Linked DNA regions of Mus musculus: regions 1, 2 and 3 are each linked to region 4. A link is a contact called in public HiCAR-type and promoter capture Hi-C data. All regions are on one chromosome and are shown on one strand. Each heading gives the region's core, a stretch centred on a gene start, on an enhancer-like site or on the middle of the called end of the contact. The rest is flanking DNA. Distances are from core to core; before and after follow the strand shown.

Region 1 (2,744 bases), core at 77-2,576, 1.1 Mb before region 4:
TGTCTCTGCCTCCTAAGGGTGGGGCATAAAGCGAGTCCTCACGCCTGTAGAGCTTTCATTTGGGTTCTGGGGATGTCAATTTTGGTTCTCACGCTGGCTGAGCAAGCACTTGATCCACTGAGCTTTCCCCGCTGCTCTGAGACCCATTTTCTTATAGATTTAGTGACTGTCATCAGGCACAGCCGATGCTCCTGCCCCGGGTATGAGGTCCTCTGGAGGCATCCATCCTGCTCACCCAGTCTAAGAGCCAGGCTCGTCATTCACACTGAGTGCCTTCCCGAGCAGCACCGTCCTTCCTCATCTGTGTGAGCTACACACATCTAAAGTTACGCTCCAACGCATTTCTGGTCACTCGACATAAGGTGCTGTTGTTTGCCGTGGTATGTGACAGTGGAGTGCTCGGCTCAGAGGCTGTCAAGACCACTAAATGTCAAGTTCCCAGAAGCAAGTATGACAGCCCAGGCATGGTAGGCTACAGCCACTCACTCTCTCTGTCTTGCTGTCTAGGAGTTAATGAGCGGAACCCCTGAGCCCAGTTTAAGTAAATTATGTTCCCAGACCTAATGCTGCTGGGTCTCACTCCCAAGATAAGAAATTGCTTTTGAACTCCGATGGTTTTTAAATGCTAGATAAACTTGTGGCTTCAACTAGACTCTTTGTGGATGCCTCAGCCAATGCCATGTGCTCTGTGTAAGAAAGGACATAGAACAGGGAAGGCTAGGGCACACTTTATGAACCAGCATGTGTGGCAGTATGTCACAGGTGAATTGCCAACAAGACATTCATTATTTAGGTAAATTGGACTCCTGGGCCTGTATCAAGCAAGTCAATTAATTGCAACGTAGGCACTAGGAGATGGCTTAATCGATAAAATGCTTGCCACACAAACATCCACATAAGAAGGTAGGTGTGTGGGTACCTCAGAGGAGCTGGCCCTGAGGGTGTGAGAACAGGAGAGCTGGTGGGCTGGCTAGCTCAGCTACCCCCAAGCCCAGATCCATGAGGGTATGAGAACAGGAGAGCTGGTGGGCTGGCCAACTCAGCTACCCACAAGCCCAGATCCATGAGGGTATGAGAACAGGAGAGCTGGTGGGCTGACCAGCTCAGCTACCCCCAAGCCCAGATCCATGAGGGTATGAGAACAGGAGAGCTGGTGGGCTGGCCAACTCAGCTATCCCGAAGCCCAGATCCAGGGCTTTGAGTTGACCCACCCCAACATCTACTCCATCTATGAACTTCTGAAGGGGCTGATCCATGACACAGGGCAATAACAGGATGTCCTGAGAGGAGTCCTGGCGAGGATCCAGTATTGATAGTCATAGAAGTAAGTCAGAGGTCTCGAACCAGACCAGTGACTCACCGCAATGAACAGTCACAAGTGAAGATGTGTGGACAAAGGGTATACTGTGTGACACATGGTGACACACCATGACACTCCGCACTTTTTTTTTTTGTTGTTGAGATTTTGTTTTGTTTTCTTTGGGGGAGGGTTGCAAGGGGGAGGGCAGATATGGAGGAGCACGGGGGGGGGGGGATGAGTAGGACTGAGATGCATGATGTGAAATTCACAAAGAAGTAATAGAAAGTAAAAGGAGAAGGTGGTGGAGGAGCAGGAGCAGGAGGAGGAGCAGGAGGAGGAGCAGGAGGAGGAAGAGGAGGAAATAGGTGTGATGGGCTGCTTTTGAAAGCCCTGTTTTTGGGAGCCTGAAATAGTTGGATCCCTGGGGATTCCTAGCTCTCCATACTTGCCTAACTGGTTAGCTCCAGGCCAATAAGACCTGACTCAAAGGAGATACATACACACATGCACACACATGTGATACAAGAAGCTGAAAGAAATAATCCTCAAGTGACTGCCTTTGTGTTCTTAAACATGACTGTGGTCCCAGAGTGCATGCAATCCCTCTAAAACTTAAGCAAAACTCTTATGTGCAAGCATTTGTGGAAGAGATGGAATGTAAATTCTTAACAAACTTCAAGGGGTCATGTGGTGAAACGATCTGTGTGAACCCCTCATTTTCTTAACTGGCATGTGAAATACATTCTAACTACGTGTGCAATAATGGCTAACGTCTAAACATTCCTAAACAATATGGATATTCAGTTATACCATCTGAGGGGCAATTCATAAAACTGGGGACAGGAGACAAATGTTAGTTGCAATAACAATCATTGCCTCAGCTTGTGGTCTGCCGACTGCTTATTTTGGCTGAAGTTATTTAGTGTTTGGTTTTTAAGAGAGGATCCTTTGTCTTCTACTAGCTGTTAACTTAGATATTAAAATTTGGGAATTAAATTAACACTATAAGTATTTAAGAAATAAAATATAAGGAAAGACTCTCTAAATGGATGCCAGTTGGATAAATGAAAATTTCATTTATGCTATTTGTTTGTTTGGGTTTCTCTTTGTGGTGCTGCACAAGCCCATGGTCCTCAGCACACTAGGAAAGTACTCAAGCTACACAACTGACCTTTGCGCCCACCCCCCCTCCCCCGGTTTTATTCCCTATAGAGAAGGGAAGACTAAATCTGAACTTGGCAGGCCTTGATCCTCAACCTGTTAGAAATGGCCCCCTTAAATTTGTAAATTTTAAATTTACATGCCTTCTCTCCCACAAATGTTTTCATATAAATATTTATTTAAGATTTATTTATTATCAATACTGGATCCTCACTGGGACTCCCCCCAAGATATCCTGCTGCTGCCCTGTGTCGTGGAGATCCTGCAGCTTTGGTTCTGTAGG
Region 2 (2,842 bases), core at 47-2,546, 1.2 Mb before region 4:
GTGAGCTATCGATTGTCACTCAGGCTTGTTCCCTCCCTCTGTCCTGTTAACCCTCCCTCTAGTCCTCCTCTCTTTCTTCCTTATTTTTTTGAACTCTCTTAAGATATTTGCATGCAATATAATTTACCAAAATCAAGTATACAGTTGAGTGGCTCATGATATATATCCACAGGGTGTTGTCACCAGCATAATCTGATTTTAGGCCATTTTATCCATCTAGGAGAAGTGCCCAGCTCTGTTAACAGATGTTTTCATTGATGTTTTATGTTAAATTTGCAAAATTGGGGCCTGAGGTGGCTCAACTGTGATAGACACCGTGCACTGCTCTCTCCAGCTTGGTTCCCAGCACCCATGCTGAACGGCTCACACTGCAGCTCCGGGCTCTAAGCTCCCGTACTCACTCTCTCTCTCTCTCTCTCTCTCTCTCTCTCTCTCTCTCTCTCACACACACACACACACACACACACACACACACACGTCCAAACACAGATATGTAGCAAAAGGCAGTAACAGTGTGTAAAGTATTTTGAGTTATTACTGTGTGTATGTGTGCTGTGTGCATGTGTGTGGAGTGCAGATTGTGCCTGTGCAGGCCTGGTCCTCTCTCCGCCTTTACCTGGATTGAGCTCAGGCTGTCCAGTCTGCCTCTCTCTGCAGGCAGCACTCGCCTCTACCCTTGAGCCACTTTGCTGACTTTTACCTCTCCATGCATAAGACGTAGCGCATCTCTACATAGAATGTGCAGTTTTTCCTAACTTGTCTATGCATTAGTAAAGCCTTTTTAACATATTGCTGGTCACATGCACACACTTGTACACCTTCTTTTTAAATTGCTATGTGTTAGTGAACAGGCATGTTTTCTTTTTCCTCTTGAGGCACTGGGGGAGTCCTTAGGGAAAGGTGACGATCATAAGGACATGGACATCATCACCAAGTTCCTGAAGGTGAGTGCTGTAGGGAAGGGCCGGAGACCATTGCGGATGTGTAGGAAACTCTCCTACACGGGGAATATCCTGGGGAGGGTACTTCCCCAGCGTTTGTACTTGCCATGTGAGTGCCTGCTGCTAAGTGCTAGGCTGCTGGAGCCTCTCACCCTATGTGTGCTGGATAATGGATGGAAGTGTGTGTCTGCTTTCTGTGTGGGCTTTGCCCAAAAGCCAGGGACAGTGATTGCAGCATAGAGTGGCCACAGCATTCGGAGTTCCTGTTCGTTCGCCTCAGATACTCTAGAGAGCTGTGCCAGGGAGGTGGTGGGCGGAGAGAGGGAGCTAGGGCAGGGCCTCGAGCAGAGTGAGCAGAGCTAGGATCAGGAGCAAGGTCGGCTTCCTGAGTACTGGGCTTCCGTCTTGACTAGTTCTGTATTTGCTGTCTCTTTCCTTATCTAGGGAGAACAAGGTCAGATCCTAAATTCATTTAAATACTTGTCTGCAGACTGGGAGACCAAGGACTGCTTTTATTTGTATTTACATTTTCTTTTACTTTGTTATTTAGAATTTTAAAGTATTTATGTCTTGAATGCTGTAGTTGTCAGGGTTCTGTGTATCCCCAGGCTACACAGCATAGATCTAGACTGTGCATGGAGCTGCCCTTCTCTTTGATGGTCTGTCCTCACTTCAGCCTTCATTGCCACCTGTCCCTGGAAAGAGTCTGCAATTACACCCAAGGGGCTCTGGGTTCCTTTGCCAGGCTGAGAACTCGGCATGGATTGCAGTTTGAGTTTTACTTACTTATCTATCTATCTATCTATCTATCTATCTAAATAGTATATAACATACTTCAAACACTGATCGGATATCAAAGTGCATATATATGATAAACCCGGATTAGTTGAATTGTGCATAATAGGTACAAATAAAAATATAGTGAGTTTATTTCAATCCAGTCATTGAGGAATTTGATAGCTCTTTTTTCGGAAGTGGTCCATCTTCATCATGTACATAATTGGGTGTCTTGACTTTGAAGCACATGATGAAACAAACAAGTTGTTTGTTAATTAAATCTTAGTAGATGACAGCTTACTCAAGCAGTGATAAGGACGATTCTGTGCTGACTGTCCGTGTTGAGAGCTTCTCCACACACACCACTGGGGGGCACTGCAGCCTTAACTTTTTTTTTCCCAACAGTTTCTTCTTGGTGTTTGGGCTAAAGAACTGAATGCCAGAGAGGACTACGTGAAACGCAGTGTGCAGGGCAAACTGAACAGTGCTACCCAGAAGCAGACGGAGTCCTACCTCAGACCGCTTTTCAGAAAGCTCCGGAAAAGGGTGAGGCTTCTGGAAGATTCTTTCTAAACTCATATTTTTGTTTGTTTAAATCAGAATATATAGAATAAGTAGTTTTCACTACATATGGTAGCTTCTAAAACTAGTTATGTTTTTTCTCTTTTTAGAATCTTCCTGCTGATATTAAAGAATCAATAACAGATATTATTAAGTTCATGTTGCAGAGAGAGTACGTGAAGGTAAATTATACTATGTGTTACAGTTGCTGTAACCATTATGGAATGGGGAGAATTTTACATAGTACATTTAAGAATGAGTATGAAGCATGAAGCAGGTAGGAGGAGAAAGTCTTTTTGTTCTCTTGGCATTGAGTAACAAACTTGAGACCTCATCTTTGTGTCTTAGTCATTTTAAAAGCCGGTTAAGAGGTTCTTCAGAGCATGTGCGATATATAGGCATGCTCGTCTATGGGTGGGATTGAATATCAGAGTGTATAAATAGTTCATCACGGCATGGAACAGATCCTCCCCTACAAGCAAGCTTCTTCAGACCACTGCAAAGCTTAGTTAATTGGTAACATAGCTGAGCTGTTGTCCTGGCTGATTCCGAGGACCTTACGT
Region 3 (2,837 bases), core at 315-2,814, 1.0 Mb before region 4:
ACCTTTCAGGCTTTTACCCACTGGCACAATGCTGTCACCCGAGGTCCATCTCATCTCTCCATTCTGACCAATAGGTTCCCAGGTACTCTACCTCTGACAGCCACCCTTGCATCCAGTAAGAAATGAGAAGGTGGGTGAAGGTGGTGGTGGATCATTGTACTCCACTACTGGGGATGCAGAGATAGACAGATCTCTGGGTTTTACTCAGCAGCCAATCTAGCTTATTTGGTGAAGTCTAAACCAGCCAGGGACCCTGTCTCAAAACTACAATGTGGATAGCAACTGAGGAATGATATCTAAGGTTGTCTGCCATATACATGTACACACATGCAGACACTAACACACACACACACACACACACACACACACACACACACACACACACACACACACACACACAGTGGTGGGAAGGAGGGAGGGAGAGGGAAGAAGACAGTTTTATACACCTGTAATCCCAGCACAAAGCAGGGTAGGCAGGAGAATTATAATTTTGTGGCCAGATGGAACTACACCATGAGGCCCTATCTCAAAATCTGAACTATATTCCTTTTGTATAATATGCACATGTCCATTTGCAGAACCACAGAGGATCCCATGTCTACTATTCCAACCCGAGTGTTCTCCTTTCTGTTTCCCCTCTCCTACTGCGTCATAGCAGTTGAGAATCTCTTGGTCTCCATGAGAACTTGGCCAGGGAACATTTTGCAAAAGATGGAAAGATACAGTAGTCTGAAAACTTCTGTGAAAGACAGGGCAGGGCTTTTCTATTCTTACTTGGGAAAGCACTCTGAGCTATAACACACCATGCATGGGTGGCTGACTTAAAAATCTTATCTCTTTGCTGTTTCCCTTCTTGGTTCAGTGCTTCTACTTTTAGAAATTCGTCTCTATATATCTGACTGGATTGACATTTCACTCTTTAGACTGCATGCTCTTGGGAGATGGGGACAATGACCGTTTTCCTTTAGTCTAGGGTCTAATGTACTGGCTATAACCACAACATTGAAGAAAAGGCATCTTATGATGACTAGTGTAACTTCAGGGCTGGGTGGGCCTAGAAGAATCAGCCTTTCTGCAGGCACTTTTGGGAGGTCACCACTTATTTAGTAACACATCTGGATGTAAGACTAGGGAAGCTGTTTGTGAGGAAATAACTTTTGAATGAGCTTCTTCAGTGGTACAGCTCAGCCACTGGGATCCCTGCCACAGGCAGAGAGCCTGCCAAAGGGAACTCCTCGTGTAGTTGTAAAGTTCTTGGGGTTTGGTGGTGGCGCAGGCAATTTGGCCTCAGATGCCGTTAGCATCCTGGTCTTTTTGTTCTGTGAGCTCCCAGCAGCCTGAGGGCTTAGTCTTATGGGGTTTTCTGGATTTCCACACAGTTATGTCAGAGTGTACATAAAGGTTCTTTAAGTCGCAGGCATACAGACTTGCTGTGTGTGGCCACAGAGGAGCAGGGACACCTGGGAGTCCTTAGCCACAACTTACGGTGGCTACGACAGAGTGCTAGAGTGGGTGATACAAGCTTAACTCAGAGTGATGACTCAAGTCTGAGCTGGCTAGGGCTGAACCCAGCTGATGCTTGGCTTGCTCTGTGGACTTGCCAAGTGTCTCAGAGCTGGAACAAGAGAAGCCCATGACTGGGAAATACTGACTTTCAGACAGAGAAACGGATGGCTCATTCCAGACAGCAAGCCACTGTGTCCTTATAAAAATGGTGCGGTGAGGCTGCGGCACTGCCAGGGGCAGGCTAGCAGGCAGCGTCCCTGCTGTTCCCTGGCTTCCCAGCAGCTTTTGTACATGTGATTACTGCTTGTTCTTTTCCTTACATATCAAAAAACAAAGTAGATTCTAAGACTTGAGAAGATTATGTACCCAGGGTCATGGTTTTGGGTTGAATTGCCCCTCTCTAAACTTATTGTTTCTTAAAAATAGTTTCATTTTTAAGTTGTGTGTATGTCTCAGTGTATGGACATGTGAGTACAGGTGCCTAAAGAGGGCAGAAGAGGGCACTGCATCCCTTGGAGCTGGAGCCACATGTGGTTGTAAGAGTCTCATATGGTACTTGAGACTGAACCTGGGTCCTCTCCTACAGCAGTGCTCTTCACACCGGAGTCATTTCTCCACCCCCTCAAATCCACTGTTAACATCCAAATCATGGAGTCTTAGAAAGTAGCTGGATTCTGAAATGACCTTTGAAGAGGTGACTAAATGAAGTTATAGGGGCAGAGTCTCCATTCAACAGGATCAGTGTCAAGAAAGGAGGAGGAGGAAGAAAAAGGAAAAAGTAGAAGAAAGGAGGAGGAGGAGAAGGGGCAGGAGGAAGAAGAAGAGGAAGAAGGAAAGGAGAAGAAAAAGGAGGAGAAAGAAAAAGAAGACCATGAAGAGGAGGCAAGGAGGAGGGGAGGGATGGAGGAGGAGGAGGGAGGAGGATATAAAGCCAAGGCCACATGAAGACAGAAGGAATGCAGCCAGCTGCAAGCCAGAGAGACGGCTCTGGAAAGATAACCCTGCTTACATCCGCTCTTGGACTTCTATCATCTAGGCCTGTGAGACATGCATTTCTGACTTTAATCCCTCCACCTAGCCTGTGGCCTTTTATTGCAGTACCCACTGTGGCTGATATAGTAGCATTTAAAATTTGGACTAACATCGAAGTCCATGCTTGGAAGCTGAGACTCTAAACATTAACTTTGATCTTATTTCAACAAGTGTAACCAAAGTTTGAGATCTGGGTGCCTGACCCTTTAGCCATTGCGTCTGTTTGTTTGTTTTTGCAATATTTGGGAGCCCGGGACCTCAAGCATGGTAGACAAGAATGCTACCACAGAACTACGCTG
Region 4 (2,851 bases), core at 290-2,789:
TATCCAAAGTTAGCTCATTGTGACAAAAACTCAAAATAGGAAATACTTCTTGGAGAAGAAGCAGGTAAGACTAGACAGGGGTCTGGGACATGGTAGTGTTCAACTTCTTATCTGTGTGGAAGCCACATAATGTTTATATAAGCTCATAAAGTTTATACAGGCTACCCTGCTAGGGTGTATGTCCTGTTCTGCCTAGGTGTTATCTCTCAGTTAAGATATCTACTTAAATACAAATAAGTAACAAAGCCAATTACCTGCATTCCAGCCTTCTTTTCAAGGAAGGAGCCCTTAATCCTTTCATGTGATCTACAAGGAAAAGAATTAGAAATCATAACCATGTTTTGTTTGATTTGGTTTTTTAGAGGATTTCTCTTCCCTGCAACAGCTGGGTTGTCTTTGTAAGCTTCCTACTGTGAGAAACTACCTAAGGCTCACCATTCTGAGCAAATAGATTCCCACAGGCCTTTGGCTCTTCTGCACATGACGAACCTTTCAGAGTAGGGAACAGGAACCACTAAAAAGGGTTAGACCCTGAGCTGATGAAAGCTATTCAAGTCCCACCTGGGTCAGGGGACATACGCAGGAAGATCAAGTGCGAGTATGAGAACCTGGGTGGGCTGATATGACTCCACCTAGGATACGTGAAGCTCTGCCCCACAACCTAAAATAAGTAAATAATAAAGAAGAAAAATGGGGGACACTTGGCCAAGCTTATCGACTGGTTGTACACACACACACACACACACACACACACCCAAGAGTATAGTGTGAGAAACATTTGTGTGTGTGTGGGGGGGGGGGGGTTAAAGGGAGCGAGGGAGGGAGGGAGAGGGAGGAGGAGAGACAGAGAGACAGAGATAGATGTACAGATCGATCTTGGGCTCTTGCCAAATATCTCCGGGATGTAGAACTTCTGAAACACGTGCCTGTGTGAGAGAGGGGCATTTCGCTCTTACCTAATGTCTTTGGGTGTAGACGTTCTGAAACGTGTTTTCCTTACTCGAGATAAACGAGAATTAGGGAAGTTTGGGCATGAGCTAATTAATTAAGCCTTACCAAACATACCCTCCGCTGGGACAGCAACCAGCACTTCTAACAGCTCTGCCTTACCACAGCGTCCAGGTCTGATTGCAACCGGAGCTGGGGTTAGGAGCTGGGGTTACAGAGGTGGTACAGACCAGGAGCTCAATAAAGCCAGAGGTTAAGCGCCAACTGGCATTAGGAGTGCTTCCCAGTGCCTCGCGGAGTCCCAGCCTGTCCTCCCCTCACCAGGTGCCGACCTCTGCCATTGCCTCTTCAGACCATAGCGCCCCTGAAATAGGTAACGAGAGGAGCTCACTCACCCTTGTGACAGTGCGAAAGGAAGTAGGCACGGGCTTTCAGGTTCTCCCTGTCGAAGCGGTCAATGGAGATGGTTGGATACTCCGCCATCTGTCCCTGGAAGGAGCTCATCGCACCCGGGAACACTAGACCCAAAGCCCACCTCGGAAACAGAAGCACACACTGACCCTGGGCGCCACTTCCGGGAACCTGCGCACCGCCTACCCATAGGCCGGCAGAGCTCAGCCACATCCAATCAAAGGACCCTTGAGGTAGGGGCGGAGCCAATGGGCATCCAATCCTGATCCAGCCTCCCAAGTCCCTTGGTTTAAATAACTGCACCAGCTGGGCACGGAGAAACAGCTGTGCGTAGTTTGTGGGTAGCACTGGCTGGTCATGGAAAGTCACGTTCCTGCCAGAAAGCAAGAAAAGACACCGAAGTGTTTGTTGCGCAATGCAGATCTGCCCGCATCTGTGGAGGAACCAAGGCAGGAAACGAAACACAACTGAGAATGGAGGCCAGAGAGCTTCCCTTTTCTTAACCATATTGCCTTGCATTTCCTCAGATCTAGTGAAGATCGAGTTCTTTTCACTTTTTTAAAAATCTTATCCCAATTTGTATTTTATAGGGTAACCACGAGGATTGGATGAGTCATTGCCTCTGACTCTTGGTTAGTAGATTCCATTGGTAGTTGCTCCCTCTTCTGTATTATATAAGCTAACTATATTTTGAAGGCTACAATTCAGACATAGATTCTTAGAGCAGGGGTGGGGGGAGTAAAGATTCCATTGATCTGCTGGCCTCCAGTAATCATTTAAGTTGTACTTTGAGGAAGTCAGAAGGATATATAAAGAGACAGAGGGAGAGGATGGGGGGCAGGGTGGGAAAGTGTGTAGTAATCATACTAAGATCCACCAAAGACTTTGTCAGTGGCATTTATTTTCTCCTTCCTAGCAAGTTCTCCTCAGATACTCAGCACTGTTGATCAACTGGAACCTCCAAACCCTGCTATGCAGAACACTTTGGCAAGCCTTGTGGAGGTAAACAGGAAAACTGAAAAGAAGCAGTGTCTGCAAAAACTGAGCGACTGGTTTTAGTACTGTGGGGAGATTAGAATGTTGCAGATCCAGAAGCGAATTATCGTATCTTGAGCTAGTTCTAGCCCTTGGGAATAGCCATCCCTTGTTTATCTCTGTTGGAATTAACATCTTGTGAGTAACAGATGAAAACCTTTTGGAATCTCCTAGTTTAGCAGACCACTATTTTCACCTAACCCAAAAATTAAGAACGTCATCAGATAGCATCTCGGGCCTATAGAAAAGCTTTCTCATCTTTGCTCTCCGATGTACACTAAATATGACCTGACTTAAGACTTTCTTCTATAAAACTGTGAAACTCTTTCCTTGTTGGAACATGGAATTTAGGATGACCCAAATCTCTGTTCCAGCCCCAAGGTTATTAAAAATGGCCCCAGAATAAACTCTCTTTTTCCCTTTAAGATGAGGTTTCTCGATCCACAGTGGTTACATG

The links. Promoter capture Hi-C pulls out the DNA fragments that hold promoters and counts their contacts. HiCAR-type assays count read pairs that join an accessible place to other places.
Region 1: a promoter capture Hi-C map of hippocampal neurons shows a contact between it and region 4, with 4 times the contacts expected there. The contact joins the enhancer-like site here to the promoter of Dclre1c in region 4. A contact is called at or near these places in 8 of 39 promoter capture datasets (the 3T3-L1 cell line, 3T3-L1-derived adipocytes, the C10 cell line and 5 more) and 3 of 115 datasets of contacts at active chromatin or transcription factors (astrocytes, large pre-B cells and pancreatic cancer cells).
Region 2: a contact with region 4 is called in a promoter capture Hi-C map of hippocampal neurons, with 5 times the contacts expected there. The contact joins the enhancer-like site here to the promoter of Dclre1c in region 4. A contact is called at or near these places in 12 of 39 promoter capture datasets (the 3T3-L1 cell line, 3T3-L1-derived adipocytes, the C10 cell line and 7 more), 1 of 484 Hi-C or Micro-C datasets (cortical neurons), 4 of 115 datasets of contacts at active chromatin or transcription factors (astrocytes, embryonic stem cells and large pre-B cells) and 1 of 9 other capture datasets (adipose tissue).
Region 3: a contact with region 4 is called in a HiCAR-type map of astrocytes, with 2.7 times the contacts expected there. The contact joins the enhancer-like site here to the promoter of Dclre1c in region 4. A contact is called at or near these places in 5 of 39 promoter capture datasets (the 3T3-L1 cell line, HPC-7-derived erythroid cells, embryonic stem cells and 2 more) and 1 of 115 datasets of contacts at active chromatin or transcription factors (astrocytes).

What each region holds. Positions count from the first base shown.
Region 1 is chr2:4,478,958-4,481,701 of GRCm38.p6, reverse strand. All of the region lies in intron 3 of Frmd4a (FERM domain containing 4A), which reads right to left. All of the region lies in intron 3 of Gm39751 (a long non-coding RNA gene), which reads left to right. Among named protein-coding and RNA genes, the nearest start is that of Gm39751, 33 kb to the left of the region's middle. Within about 2 kb of position 1,326, at least 57 of the 459 cell types and tissues checked have an H3K27ac peak or open chromatin away from gene starts, as enhancers often do. A contact at or near this core is called in pancreatic cancer cells, where this site is marked.
Region 2 is chr2:4,635,250-4,638,091 of GRCm38.p6, reverse strand. It overlaps Prpf18 (pre-mRNA processing factor 18), which reads left to right. Exons shown (of 10, transcript NM_026045.4): 6 at 876-944; 7 at 2,124-2,264; 8 at 2,390-2,461. Among named protein-coding and RNA genes, the nearest start is that of Prpf18, 15 kb to the left of the region's middle. Within about 2 kb of position 1,296, at least 13 of the 459 cell types and tissues checked have an H3K27ac peak or open chromatin away from gene starts, as enhancers often do.
Region 3 is chr2:4,444,573-4,447,409 of GRCm38.p6, reverse strand. The region is part of intron 2 of Frmd4a (FERM domain containing 4A); the gene reads right to left. Among named protein-coding and RNA genes, the nearest start is that of Gm23691, 65 kb to the right of the region's middle. Within about 2 kb of position 1,564, at least 112 of the 459 cell types and tissues checked have an H3K27ac peak or open chromatin away from gene starts, as enhancers often do. A contact at or near this core is called in astrocytes and liver, where this site is marked.
Region 4 is chr2:3,422,819-3,425,669 of GRCm38.p6, reverse strand. It overlaps Dclre1c (DNA cross-link repair 1C), which reads right to left and starts at 1,539. Exons shown (of 14, transcript NM_146114.3): 1 at 1,344-1,539; 2 at 255-306. The coding sequence starts at 1,452.